Linked DNA regions of Danio rerio: region 1 is linked to region 2. The links are chromatin contacts, called in public Hi-C maps. All regions are on one chromosome and are shown on one strand. Each heading gives the region's core, a stretch centred on a gene start, on an enhancer-like site or on the middle of the called end of the contact. The rest is flanking DNA. Distances are from core to core; before and after follow the strand shown.

The links. A called contact is a pair of places that touch in the nucleus more often than the background predicts.
Region 1: a Hi-C map of hematopoietic stem cells shows a contact between it and region 2, with 2.8 times the contacts expected there. The contact joins the promoter of cdk6 here to the enhancer-like site in region 2. A contact is called at or near these places in 3 of 18 Hi-C or Micro-C datasets (caudal fin, hematopoietic stem cells and an unstated tissue).

The regions. Positions count from the first base shown.
Region 1 is chr19:42,875,479-42,882,040 of GRCz12tu, forward strand. It overlaps cdk6 (cyclin dependent kinase 6), which reads left to right and starts at 3,979. Exons shown (of 7, transcript NM_001144053.1): 1 at 3,979-4,202. The coding sequence starts at 3,979.
Region 2 is chr19:42,839,286-42,845,428 of GRCz12tu, forward strand. LOC141379171 (a long non-coding RNA gene) reads right to left here and starts at 4,483. Exons shown (of 3, transcript XR_012395214.1): 1 at 4,126-4,483; 2 at 3,679-3,787. Within about 2 kb of position 1,561, at least 9 of the 62 cell types and tissues checked have an H3K27ac peak or open chromatin away from gene starts, as enhancers often do.

The sequences.
Region 1 (6,562 bases), core at 2,729-5,228, 39 kb after region 2:
AATAATGTAATTTCAGAAAAGTATTCTTTGCAAATTCTAAATAGGGAAATTATATTAGCAGCCAATGACTATCAATGTACAGCATTGTTAACAGTAAAATAAACAGTGCTAATGTTGTTTTCTAGTCACACTTGCGGGTCATTTCAGACCGATTATTTGGTAAATAATAAAGGGAGTTGACACTGAACGAATGTGAGAATATAAAACCAATTTTACCTCTATAAATCATATTAGCAGCCAATGACTATGAGTACAACATTGTTCGCAGTGCATTAAATGCCATCAACCTGCCATCAGAAACATTGACTCCCTTACATTGTTCAAATCAAAACTCAAATCCCACTTATTTAAGATGGCTTTTAATACTTAATTTTATTTGCACTATTGCTGTGTATATTTTATTATTTCTTTTGTTGTTTTATTATTTTTGTTGATTGTACGGTGTCTTTGAGTTGCTAGAAAGGCACCTGTAAATAAAATGTATTATTATTGTTATTAGATAGTGTTGCTGTTGTTTTGAAGTCACACTTGCATGCTAATTCCGATCAAATATTCAGAGTAACAAGGTAAACAACATAGACACTTCTAAATGAACGAATGTGCGAATATAAAACCAACTTTACCTCTATACGTTTACACACATCCACAAATGACATCACCTTTTTACAGCGTAACGGGGTATGTGCTGAGCTAGTGTGTTTCTCATACTGATAAACGTCCGGTGATCTGTAATTGTGAATTTTTTTTCTATTTTATACGATTTCTTTTACAGCATCGATGTTGTAATGTCATTCAAATACAATCAGTTAAACAGACTTTGGCATTCATTTAGTTGCTCAAGCGTAAAACGAGACAAAAAGCCGTTTGCTCGCACTTGCCCGTCAGGATCAGCAGGCTAGCGCAGAAGCTCCATTGAATATACTGGGGTAAAATAAATGCTCAAATTATAAAGACATGTCTGGGAAAATGTAATTTAATGCAGTGCTTGTACAATCTGAAACCCATTTTACATCGGATATCACTCAGGCAGTGGAGATCGCTCATTTTTAAAGAAAACAGACCTTAAAATTGCAGATTTTGCATTGGCATACAGTTCACCGGAAACGATTAACCCTGGTTACTGGCAAATTAAAAGTCCTATTAACATGCTTCAGCATATACCCTGTCCGCTTGTTAAGTGTGGCGTCACGCGAAGCGGCTTCCGGCCCCAACTGAATGGGGAGATTCATGAAATGGTAATAATAAACGTTTACAAAGCGATTTAAGGCTTTCGAAAATCAAGATCGCAGTATAAATGTCCATGCCTAATATCCGATAGACAGAAAGTGATGAATTTTTTATAAATTGTTCAAATGTTGGTATTTGTTATGCAGCAAGCCCAGAGATTGTTATGTACACTATGATTTTATATACAATTAACTTTCATGTGTGATAGGAATAAAATGTGATCATAAACGAATGATTTCTCCACTCAAATGAGTGGCGGCTTGGACCCGGAAACAGTATAAATACGTCAGTAACACGTCACCACTTAACAAGCGGATACTCAGTACTCTTGAGTACTTGACTACTTTTTACCCATACTTTGAGTAATATTTACAACAGGTACTTTTAATACTTGCACTAAATTTTAGGCAAGTAATGGTACTCTTTCCACCACAGATGATTACTTCTATTGTCAACATTTCCGTCTCTTAAAGCAACTACAAATCCTCTAACCAGGCAGCTGGACTAACACAATTCCTTCATGTTGTCCCAACACAAAACGGTTAAGTTGGCCTAATGGTTTACAAATTTAAGTGGAATAAACATAAAACAAATAAACTGGCCAAAAAATTGACAAGAATTGTGTTGTTTCAGCTCATTTTAAATAACTAGTTTGAACAAGCTGCATTAATATTTACAAGAGACGCTCACGATTCAATGAGTGCACTTATTGATTATTATTAATTTCCATAAAACTTTTCGCAGAAGCCTTCACATCCAATAACCTTCCGCGTCCCGGCTCTATCTCTCTCCCTCTCTTTCTATCCCCCCGGTGTGATCCCGTTTTGACACCGAGACAAAAACAAAAAAGCAGTATGAATGGTGTGCAGATCGAGCAGGCAGGGAGAAAGCAAGAGGAGGCGGTGAGTCTTTGTAGTCTACGAGGAATGCGGAAACGCTCCTGCTCTGTGTCAAACTGCTCTGAAGGGGGTCAAGCCACATTCAGCCAGCGTGGGAAAGCGAGGAGGGGACCGAACACACACACACACACACACGCCGCGTATTCCTGCAAAACTTCCAGGGGGAGCGGATCGATGAAAATCACTCGCTTATTTTGCATGCATGCATTCGGCTCTACTCAAGACGGGCTGATCGGACGATCTTTCACTTGATCCCCTGTGCCGTTTGGTGCTGCCGGAGATGGGGCTTATTCGCGCGTGCACCATCCGACTACCTGTGTGGCCCGTGGCGCGGACGCTGCATGAGCTGTGATGCGTGTGGAGACGCAGGGAAAGTTGCTGAAGTTTATGAATGACGCGACTCTCCGGGCGGAATAAGCACCAACCGGGTAACTATACTGACCATTCACGCGTTTTTGCAGTTTTTTTGCGTGGGTTGTTAGAGTTGCGCGTTCACGTGGATGGGAATAATGTGGGCGCTTTTGGTTGCGTTTATGGATATGCGCACTGCTAAAACAATGCAATCAGTAGACAACCACGTGCTCAAGGCTGTGTGGCACAAAGAGGAGCAGGGGTTGTCAGTAGGAAACTCTGAACCGTTTGGGTTTTATTGACAATGTGGGGCATGTTTTATATTTTTATCGGTTGGTTTTGAGAGAGTTATGATGTCGGAAGCCTATTTTTGACATACCTGTAATCTCTATAGGTTAACCATGCGAATATGTTGAGTTATTTAGAAAATAATAAGGCCTAATAATAATAATAAATCCTCATTTAAGACTTTTTATTACCACTTTACATTACAACTTTTAACTTGGTTGTTGTCAAATGTCTTTATAAATTTTCATAGGTTTAAATTTAAATACTAATATATTTAATTTGAAATATTTTGGTTATTAAAATAAAATAATAAACAACTACAACAAAATGGTACAACTGTGCTGAAGCTGTAAAATATTGTTTTATTTATGTTTTGTATTCTGTATGATTTATTTACAGTTGTTTAAAGTTGGGAATTAATATTTTATTTAAATGTCAGTGTGGTCTAACCAACTTTGCAGGAAGCCATTTTGTTGTTACAAAAAAAGCTATAAAAAAAAAGGAAATGATGTCACAGAGGGTCCCATGTAGATCCCACTGATCTAGAACAGACCATCATAATTGAGTCAATGTCATTAATTTATAATAAACAGATTATATTGTCTTTTTGAATAAAAATATTGAATAAGTTAACTAAATTAGTCATAATCATGACTAAAATTGTATTTAAAATACTATATATATATATATATATATATATATATATATATATATATATATATATATATATAGTGTCACAAGTAATTTTGCTAGGTGGTTGCACCACTTGACTTGACATTTTAGCCCAAGATGCTTTCCATGTCATATAAAATGTATGAAGTATACAAAGCCTGAAAGCACGTGTGCTTTAACAAGACCTTTTAATGATTTCAGGACACCATCATTTCTCATATTCTCCCACACTTTATTACTGTGCACTCCAGATGTTGATATATTAACAAGCCTATCTGTGATATTTGGCCATAAAAGCGGCGGAGTTAGCTTTGTGTATGTTGTATTTATGATTTAAGGACTATGTACGTTATCTTCAAGCCCTAGATAAGATTTGATTTAGCTCTGATCACATTTGTGTTTACCTCTGCCTCTTTTGTGCTCGCGCTCTACAGGCAGTGCACGTGCCAGCGCCGCGCTCCCAATAATGCCTTTGTGAAATATCCGCGCGCGCTCGTCACGTTTCGGGATTCCCCGCAGATCCTCGCTGTGAAAAAAAAACATGGACAAAGAGAGCTCGACCCAGCAATATGAGCCGGTGGCTGAGATCGGCGAAGGTGCATATGGGAAGGTGTACAAGGCTCGGGATTTGAAGAACGGGGGCCGGTTTGTGGCCCTGAAAAGAGTCCGGGTGCAGACTGAGGAAGAGGGAATGCCGCTGTCCACCATCCGCGAGGTGGCGGTGCTGAGGCAGCTCGAGTCCTTTGAGCATCCAAATGTTGTCAGGTAAAAAAAAATCATAATAAAAGGAGGAATGGTGGTTCTGTTGATTAAGGATGTGTATTTGATGTTTGTACATGTCTTAGGTTTGTTTATAGGTGATAATTCCTCTTGCAGTTATAGAAAACATCACAGAAGTTATAAAGGTTTACACTACAAATAGCCTACTGTTAACACAAAAGAAACAATCACATTTGAACCATTAAAACTAGTATATTTGTTATGCTTTTTAATATGTTTTGTGACCAGTTCCATTAGGTATTATCTTAGACCAATGGAGACCCAAAGGACAATTATGGCTTTCATTAAAACCAATACAGTTTCCACTTTAACCATCAAAACCATTACATTTTAATGTTTTCATGCGTTTTCTTACATATTCCATTGGGAATTATTGTAGAGACCCCAATCACCATCATTTAAATGGAGTTAACTTGTTAATAAAGGATCAGCGGCGGAACCAAGTCTCACTTTGTCTCCTTAACCAATCACCTACTCCCTTAAACTTATTTAAGGAAGACCATCCCACTAGCACTGTTCTTCTCGGTTTTTAAACCCACCCTCTCTCCCTTCAATTAATCGCTTCCCATTCACAATCCTATAACCCTCTTTACTCCTACATGTAAGTTGAATCGGGGCTTTTAGATTAGATTAGATTCAACATTATTTTCATTACACATGTACAAGTACAATGCAACGATATGCAGTTTAGGTCTAACCAGCAGTGCAATAGCAGCAAGTGCAGGATACAGGTAAACGTTTTACCTGTTTAAGTGCAGTTATAGAAAAACTATGGTGATATTTACAGATGGATGTACTATGAACATTATACAGGTTGTACCCTCCTGTTTACCAGACATCCTCTTACTCCTGTTCCTTTTCATCCCACTGCTCTTCTTCTATCACTTTTATCCCTACATCCCTACAGTTAAGTCTAGCTTAAAATTTGGCGTGGGCCATGCTGGTTAAAACTTAACAATTTCCATTTTAACGATGGACGCCAGTACTTATTAATGAATTCTGATGTGTTTTGTTACATATTTCTTTTGGAATTATTGTAGAGACCAGTAATGACCTAAATGGCCATTATGGCTTACATTAAATCTAATACAGTTTTCATTTTAACCATCAAAACCAGTAGGTAATGTTTTCTAATGTGTTTTCTTACGTAATCCATTGACCAATCATGACCCATCATGCTTTCAATTTAAAACCAATACGATTTCTGTTTTAACAATCGAAAACAGTACTTTTTAATTAATCCCATTGTGTTCTGTTATATATTCCATTAGGAATTATTGTAGAGACCCAAATGATCATTATGGTTTCCATTAAATACAAAACAATTTTCATTTACACTATCAGAACCAGTAATTTTTGATAAATTCTATTGGGTTTTGTTATATATTTCACTGTGAATTATTGTAGTGACCAGAAGAGACCCAAATAATCATTATGGTTTCCAATAAATCCAATACAATTTCCATTTTAGCAATTAAAACCAGTACTTTTTAATGAATTCTAATATGTTTTGTTACGTATTCCATTGGGAATTCTTGTAGAGACCCAAATGACCATTATAGTTTCATTAAAACCAATACAATTTCCATTTTAATGATCAAAACCAGTACTTTTTAATGAATTCCAATGTGTAATATTCCTTTAGGATTTATTGTTTTTTGGCATGCCATCAATAAAAGACGAATAAATTACAAGTAAAAAGCCAAAGAACCATTATGTTTTCCATTAAAACAGATACAGTTTTTCTAATATATTCATAAAAACTCCTACAAATCCAATGACGACTTTCATAGGATTGCAGAAAGACAAGTCAAAATATAATGTTAATTATAAAGTCAACCCAGTGCTAAAAGGACTGAGACTAAATGCTGGTGTTTTTAAGAAAAGCCTGATGCTATAATGAAAACAGCATTATTCCTCATATCGCAAGTTTCATTTCCTGCACCTTTCTCCGGCCCTCAATATTTTTAATACGACTGCTGACATATCCTTTTCCTGATATCAGAGGTTATTGAACATGAAATCCTGTCCCCGTCAGTCATTAAAAATGTTTGGGCATGTTACGTTCACCTCTAATCTGCAGGAGATCTGAGAAATGTTGGCAGCTATCAAACATTCCTACCCATAAAAAAAGAAAGCTTTCCTAAAATGATCCATAACTAAAGCAATAGGCATGATAAGTTGTTTGGTGAACAATTAGTAAAGACACAAGTCACGCCTGTGATTTCCTGCCACATCATTTCAAACTCATCGACCCCTGTTGAAGGGACGTCCCCTAAGATCTTCGAGAAACTCAAGATGCTTCTTTTAGTTGAAGATGACTGCATACATTTGGTGAATTTGCC
Region 2 (6,143 bases), core at 311-2,810:
AACCAAAACTGCAGACTTTATGACTCATGACTTAAACGACAGGTCAAGTTTTATTGTCAAGATCATAAAAATATCAATTTGTCATCATAAGAAAACATTCATGACAAGATCTTAAGATCACAAAGCTGGCAGGCTAAATAAAGAGAAGAACAGTGTAAATATATGGGTATTAGAAACAGCATGCTTTACTCAATGTGTTGTTTTACAGTTGCTTTCAAATATTTTGTTAAATGTTGACATTTCTGAGTGACTTTAAACCAAATGCTTTTCTTGTATTTCTAGCAAAATTATAATCTGATAATATAGAAATTGATTTTCTTTAGGCTGTAATGGATGGTAGCATGTGGTATTTATTATTACCGCAACAAAACGTGGTAGAAGTTAGTTTGTCCAAAACTGTTCCTCTTTTACAAGGTCTCATCATTTTGTTATGTTCACATTATCAAGTGTGCAAAATCTCTGTAGATTTATTATGGAGTTATTATAGAGGCACCTTGTGGTCAAAAATTGTAATTACACCCCTTTTAACAGCTTTTTATGATTTGTCGTCTATTTCCTTGTTATCCTGGGTAAGATCATCTCGTGTCAGATGTAAATTTTTTTGGACCAACTTCTCTGACTGCATTCAATGGAAGAGAGCATGGTTATTACCCTAAAAATTCAGCATATCCAACAAAATAAGGGAAATACATTTTAAGATATTGCATAAAGTTTATCGTACAAATTCCCAAATTGCTAATTATTTTGAAATATCTAATTTGTGTACTTTCTGCAATATACATGAAGAGACTTTATTTCACTTATTCTATAGTTGCTCTCACATTAAACATCTTTGGAATGACATTATTTTTTTATTTATCATCCATTTTTAAGTATAATTTAAATTTGTCTATAAAAGATATATTTCTGTATTTCTCGGATGATGATCATGCTCTCGATCTTATTGTAAATTTTTTTGTGTTACTCTGTAAATTTTTTATACACAAAAATAAGTTTCTAAAAACAATAGCTATTTTTAATACTTTCCTTTGTTGAATCTCTTAAGCTTATTAATAATAATAAGAATAATAAGTTTCTTAAAGCTTATGACAATCTTTTTTCTTAATGATTGAGGCTGTTTATTTTTTTTTCTCTGTCTTCTTTCTTATTTTATGTTATTGTATTTTCTATTCAATGCAGTGATGTTATTATTCTTGTATTCAATAAATAAATAAATAAAAAAGATACCGCCAATGACAAATATATATATATATATATATAAAAAGATCATCTCGTGTCTCCTCCATATATCAGTCTGTGTCTCCAATCTTTAACCGCAAGAGGGCGCTACAGAACCACTATATATGACTGCTGTTTGTTGAGATCTAGTTTGTTTTTCACAATACAACAGGTCATTTGCTGTTTATTGACAGAAAGGTACACTTTTAGGTATGTGAGTGCTTGTATTAGCATTAATGTTGTAATAATTTTCTGTGTTTCTTTTGCAGTGTTTGCACACATTGACACTTGTCTGGATGGCTGGTTTTCTGAACTGACACTGTGCAGGATGGAAAGATGCTGCCTGAGCCAAAAGAGGCTGGATGGAGGCCACGGTGACTCTGAGGAACCAGTGTCCCGTCTGAACCCACACACATGAACATGAGGTACTGCTTATGTGTAGAATTGTTGTGTGAGAGAGATGTTGTGTTTAGCAGGTATACAGAGCAGTGGACATTATATGAAGATGTCTGATCACCGTAAATGTGCAGATTACTTGTCAGAAGGAATGCTGTGAGATGACAGCACTACCCACTGCGAATAATGCATGCATGATATAGCATTTCTTTACTGAATGAATATCTGATACCTAAATTCTCAGTTTAAGGAATGAGCTTGGCGTTATATCCAATTTGATATTTTATATTTCAGACAGAACAGTTTAGATTTTATCAGGCTTGACATAAAAATAATTATCCACTTATAAGCCCAAAATGTAACATTACTGCATCATAGGACTTGTAGGTCATCTTGGACAAAAGCGTCTGCTAAATGACTAAATGTAAATGTATATTAAGACCTAATAACAGTACAGATAATAAAAAAATATATTGTGTTTGGGGCCATTTCAAAAAAAAAAAAAAAAAAAAAATATATATATATATATATATATATATATATATATATATATATATATATATATATATATATATATACAATTGATGTCAGAATTCTTAGCTCCCCTTTGATTTTCTTTTGTAAATATTTCTACAAAGCAAGGAAATTTTCACAGTATGTCTGATAAAAGTTTTTCTTAATAAGAGCAGTTATTAATTTTTTAATATGGTTTTATTTATATGGACCATTTTAAGGTCAAGGGCGACGCAGTGAAGCAGTAGGTTGTGCTCAGGGCGGGCACATCCATAGAGACGACCTAGGCGGCCGCCTAGGGCGGCAGAATAGAGAGGGCGGTGTCCGCGATACTACCCTCACCACCTGCGCCCTCCTAATATCCGCGACTAATAGAGAGGGCGGCGTCCCAGACACTACCCTCACCACCCGCGCCCTCAGTTATATCCACGACTAATAGAGAGGGCGGTGTCCGCGACACGACCCTCACCACCCGCGCCCTCAGTTCGCTTCTAGGGCGGCAGGATAGAGAGGGCGGCGTCCGCGACACTACCCTCACCACCTGCGCCCTCCTAATATCCGCGAATAATAGAGAGGGTGGTGTCCGCGACAATATCCTCACCACCCGCACCCTCAGTTTTTATCCGCGTCTAGGACGATAGAATAGAGAGGGCGGCGTCCCCAACACTACCCTCACCACCTGCACCCTTCGTTATATCCGCGTCTAGGGCGACAGAATATAGAGGGTTGGGGTTGAGGGCGGCGTGACCGTCCTTTGCCTAGAACGACAGTTCAGCTTGCTCCGGCCCTGGTTGTCCTGTCGCCTCACAGAAAGAAGGTCGCAGGTTCGAGCCTTGACTGGTTCAGTTGGCTTTTCTGTGTGGAGTTTGCATGTTCTCCCTGCGTTTGCATGGGTTTCCTCCGGGTGCTCCGGCTTCCCCCACATTCCAAAGACATGCGGTACAGGTGAATTGGGTAGGCTAAATTGTCCGTAGTGTAGTACATATGCTGGATAAGTTGACGGTTATTATGAGTTATTAAAGCTATTATGATTAGAAATGTGTTGAAAAAACTCTTCTTTCCATTAAACAGAAATTGAGGACAAAAATAAACAGGGGGGCTAATAATTCAGGGGGGCTTTATACTGTATATTTTTTTCTTTAACTTCCTCAAATTACTTTCAACTAAGAATTAATCTAGTCATTCTATTCTATTCTATTCTATTCTATTCTATTCTATTCTATTCTATTCTATTCAGCTTTTAAAGGCCACACATGTGGATGTATCTAGTCAATTTAGAATAATCTTTTCTTTTTTATTCTATTTTACTCTCAAAGGCCACACATGTGGCTGTACAGAATGTAGTCAATTTAAAATACTCTTTTCTATTCTACTTTCAAAGGCCTTACAAATGGACAACAGAGGCTCATTTTAAAAAAGTAGCCCTATATTCATTACTGGAGATTGTGAATGTAGCCAAAAGTACGTATGGCTGGATTTTCGTCTTTAAAGCGAATGCTTAGGGGCGGTATGACGCTGTTCCTTTTTTATGCTTACCAGCTGACCGCTTACCTCCATATAGACGGCTTTCCGGCTGTTACCAGTTTGTCCAGTAGCTCAGCATGTACGTCGGCAGACTTGAGACACAAAGAGGAGTTGACCTCGACGATGAGGTTTGAGTCTGGCGAAGAACAGTTCCAGAAAGTCGGTAAGACAAAAACAGAAGGCAAAATATTTTAGAAATAAGTAAATAACAATAATAATTTCTTTATCTGGATTGCTTTATAAAACTGCCGGTTGGTTTTAGGGAAGTGGGTGGGCGGGTTAATTGGTGCTTTTGAAAATACTATTGGTTGGGTTTTGGGTAAGTCAGTCCTTCTGTTATTTGACAGCGGTCTCTGGTGTATTTACGCTAGAACAGCGGGTACAAATGGCGAGTGAAATTTGAGATCTCAAAAACATACACAGCCACCTCTAGTGCATTCGTGAAAACAAAACTGCAAAAAAAAAAAACCATACCTCTGGGGTACCCAGGCTCCTTTCAGATTCAGCATGTGGATATACCTAGTCAATTAAGAATATTCTATTCTATTCTACTCTACTTCAAACTCCACGCATGTGAATGTATCTAGTCAATTTTGCAGGTGAGGCTTTGCATGTCATTGCCCTACACCAGCAATAAGAGCCTGTTCTTCCAACAGAAACACATTGAAGTCCCTCCTGTCAGAGGCCAAAAGCTCCAGCTGCAGACGCTCAGCACTAACTCACACGAGGAGCCAACATCCAGACTTCAGCCCCTACAGTGCCTCTCTCTTGCGGCTAGGAAAAGGCTCCGCGCCTCTCCATTATCATTGCAGTCAGGCAATCTGGTTGGCACTTTCAGCGGTCAGTTACCCACCCGCAACGGCAGGATTTTATCCCACAACATGTGAGAGCATGAGATAATCCTCCGCCCGTCCAGTTATGACTGTACACGCGGCCCTACGCCAATGCACTACATGCTGAAGCTCCAGCCATACGTCATGTTCTGCTGGGTTTTTTTTCCTCCTACAATTTTCTGTAAATGCAGTGTTTGACTGATGGTCTGTGGCGAAGTTTCAGTGAATGTACTTAGTCATGCCTGAAGCTGCATGGTTTACATTTTCACACTATAAGAGGTTGCATTTTTCCATTCCTCTGCGCTACTTTCCCATTGTTTTTGGGTTAGGCAGAATTTGTAGTGTTTCAAGTTCCACACGTTTTGAGATCTCACATTTTTTTCCCAAATGCACAGCCCACGTCTCACCTTTTTCAGCTAGAAAATATGTTGTAAATACCCCCTAACCCTGCTCTAAAATGTGCACAAGAGACAAACATACATAAACTAAATATTTTATTAGATTAACAAAATCCATCAAAAACCAATCAAACCTGTTAAAAAGTTCAAAAGAAAAGCTGCATCCATTGTGACATTTTTCAGATCTTTTTGCACTTGTCTGAAAAATATTACAACAGGCACCTCCATGTCAAAACCACATCAAACTGACATCTAACATTGCCATCAAAAATTGATCATAGGACAGTCCTTTAACCGTTTTTTGATGCCAGTGTTAGATGTCAGTTTGGTCGTTTTGACATTAAGGTAGTTTACATGCATTGTAGAGAAACAAAATCCAGTGTAAATTTGTAATTTCCTTTAGATTTGAATACTTTTTTGTCGTTATTTTAATGTTTGATGTGAGGCTTGATGTCAATTTGATGCTTTTGATCCTTATTTTTCCGGATTTAGATGTTTTAATTGTCATAGTTTCTAAAACTCTCTTTTTTCCTTTTCTTTTGCTGCTAGTTCAGGATGAATCTAATGGAGTCTTTGTTTGCCTTCACTTGGTCTACATAGCATCATGAAGGTAAAATATGTGTAACAACTTTGTCAGCAGAGCACATAGAGATATTAAAAAGCAAAAGTTGACAGACATGTAGAAAATCTTATGTTTTACTAAATGCATTGATTAGACAAACGTTCTCAATCATGCTGGGTTGTTTCAACATAAAGTTTTGTAAAAAATGAACAAACCTAGCAACTGGGTAAAATTTTGATTAAAATCTTATCGACCAGTTGGCTTTTTCCATGTTTACCCAAGTTTTGTTGAAACAGTTTTTTAAATGAGAGGGATTGCTCATCATTTACTCATTATTGACTTCTTTCACACCAGTTTGAGTTTTTATTTCTGTTGAGAATGAAAGATTTGAACCTGTAAGCGTTAAATTTCATAATATTTGTTTTTCCCACTATGGATATCAATGGTTACATGATTCCAACATTGTTTAATACATATTCTTTTGTGTTCAACAACAGCATCAGCAACAACAAAACCAAAACTGGTTTGGAACAAGTCAAGGATGAGTAAATGATATATATAATATATATATATATATATATATATATATATATATATATATATATATATATATATATATATATATATATATATATATATATATTATTAGCCCCGCTGATCTATTAGCCCCCCCTTTTTAATAACTAATTTCTAATAACT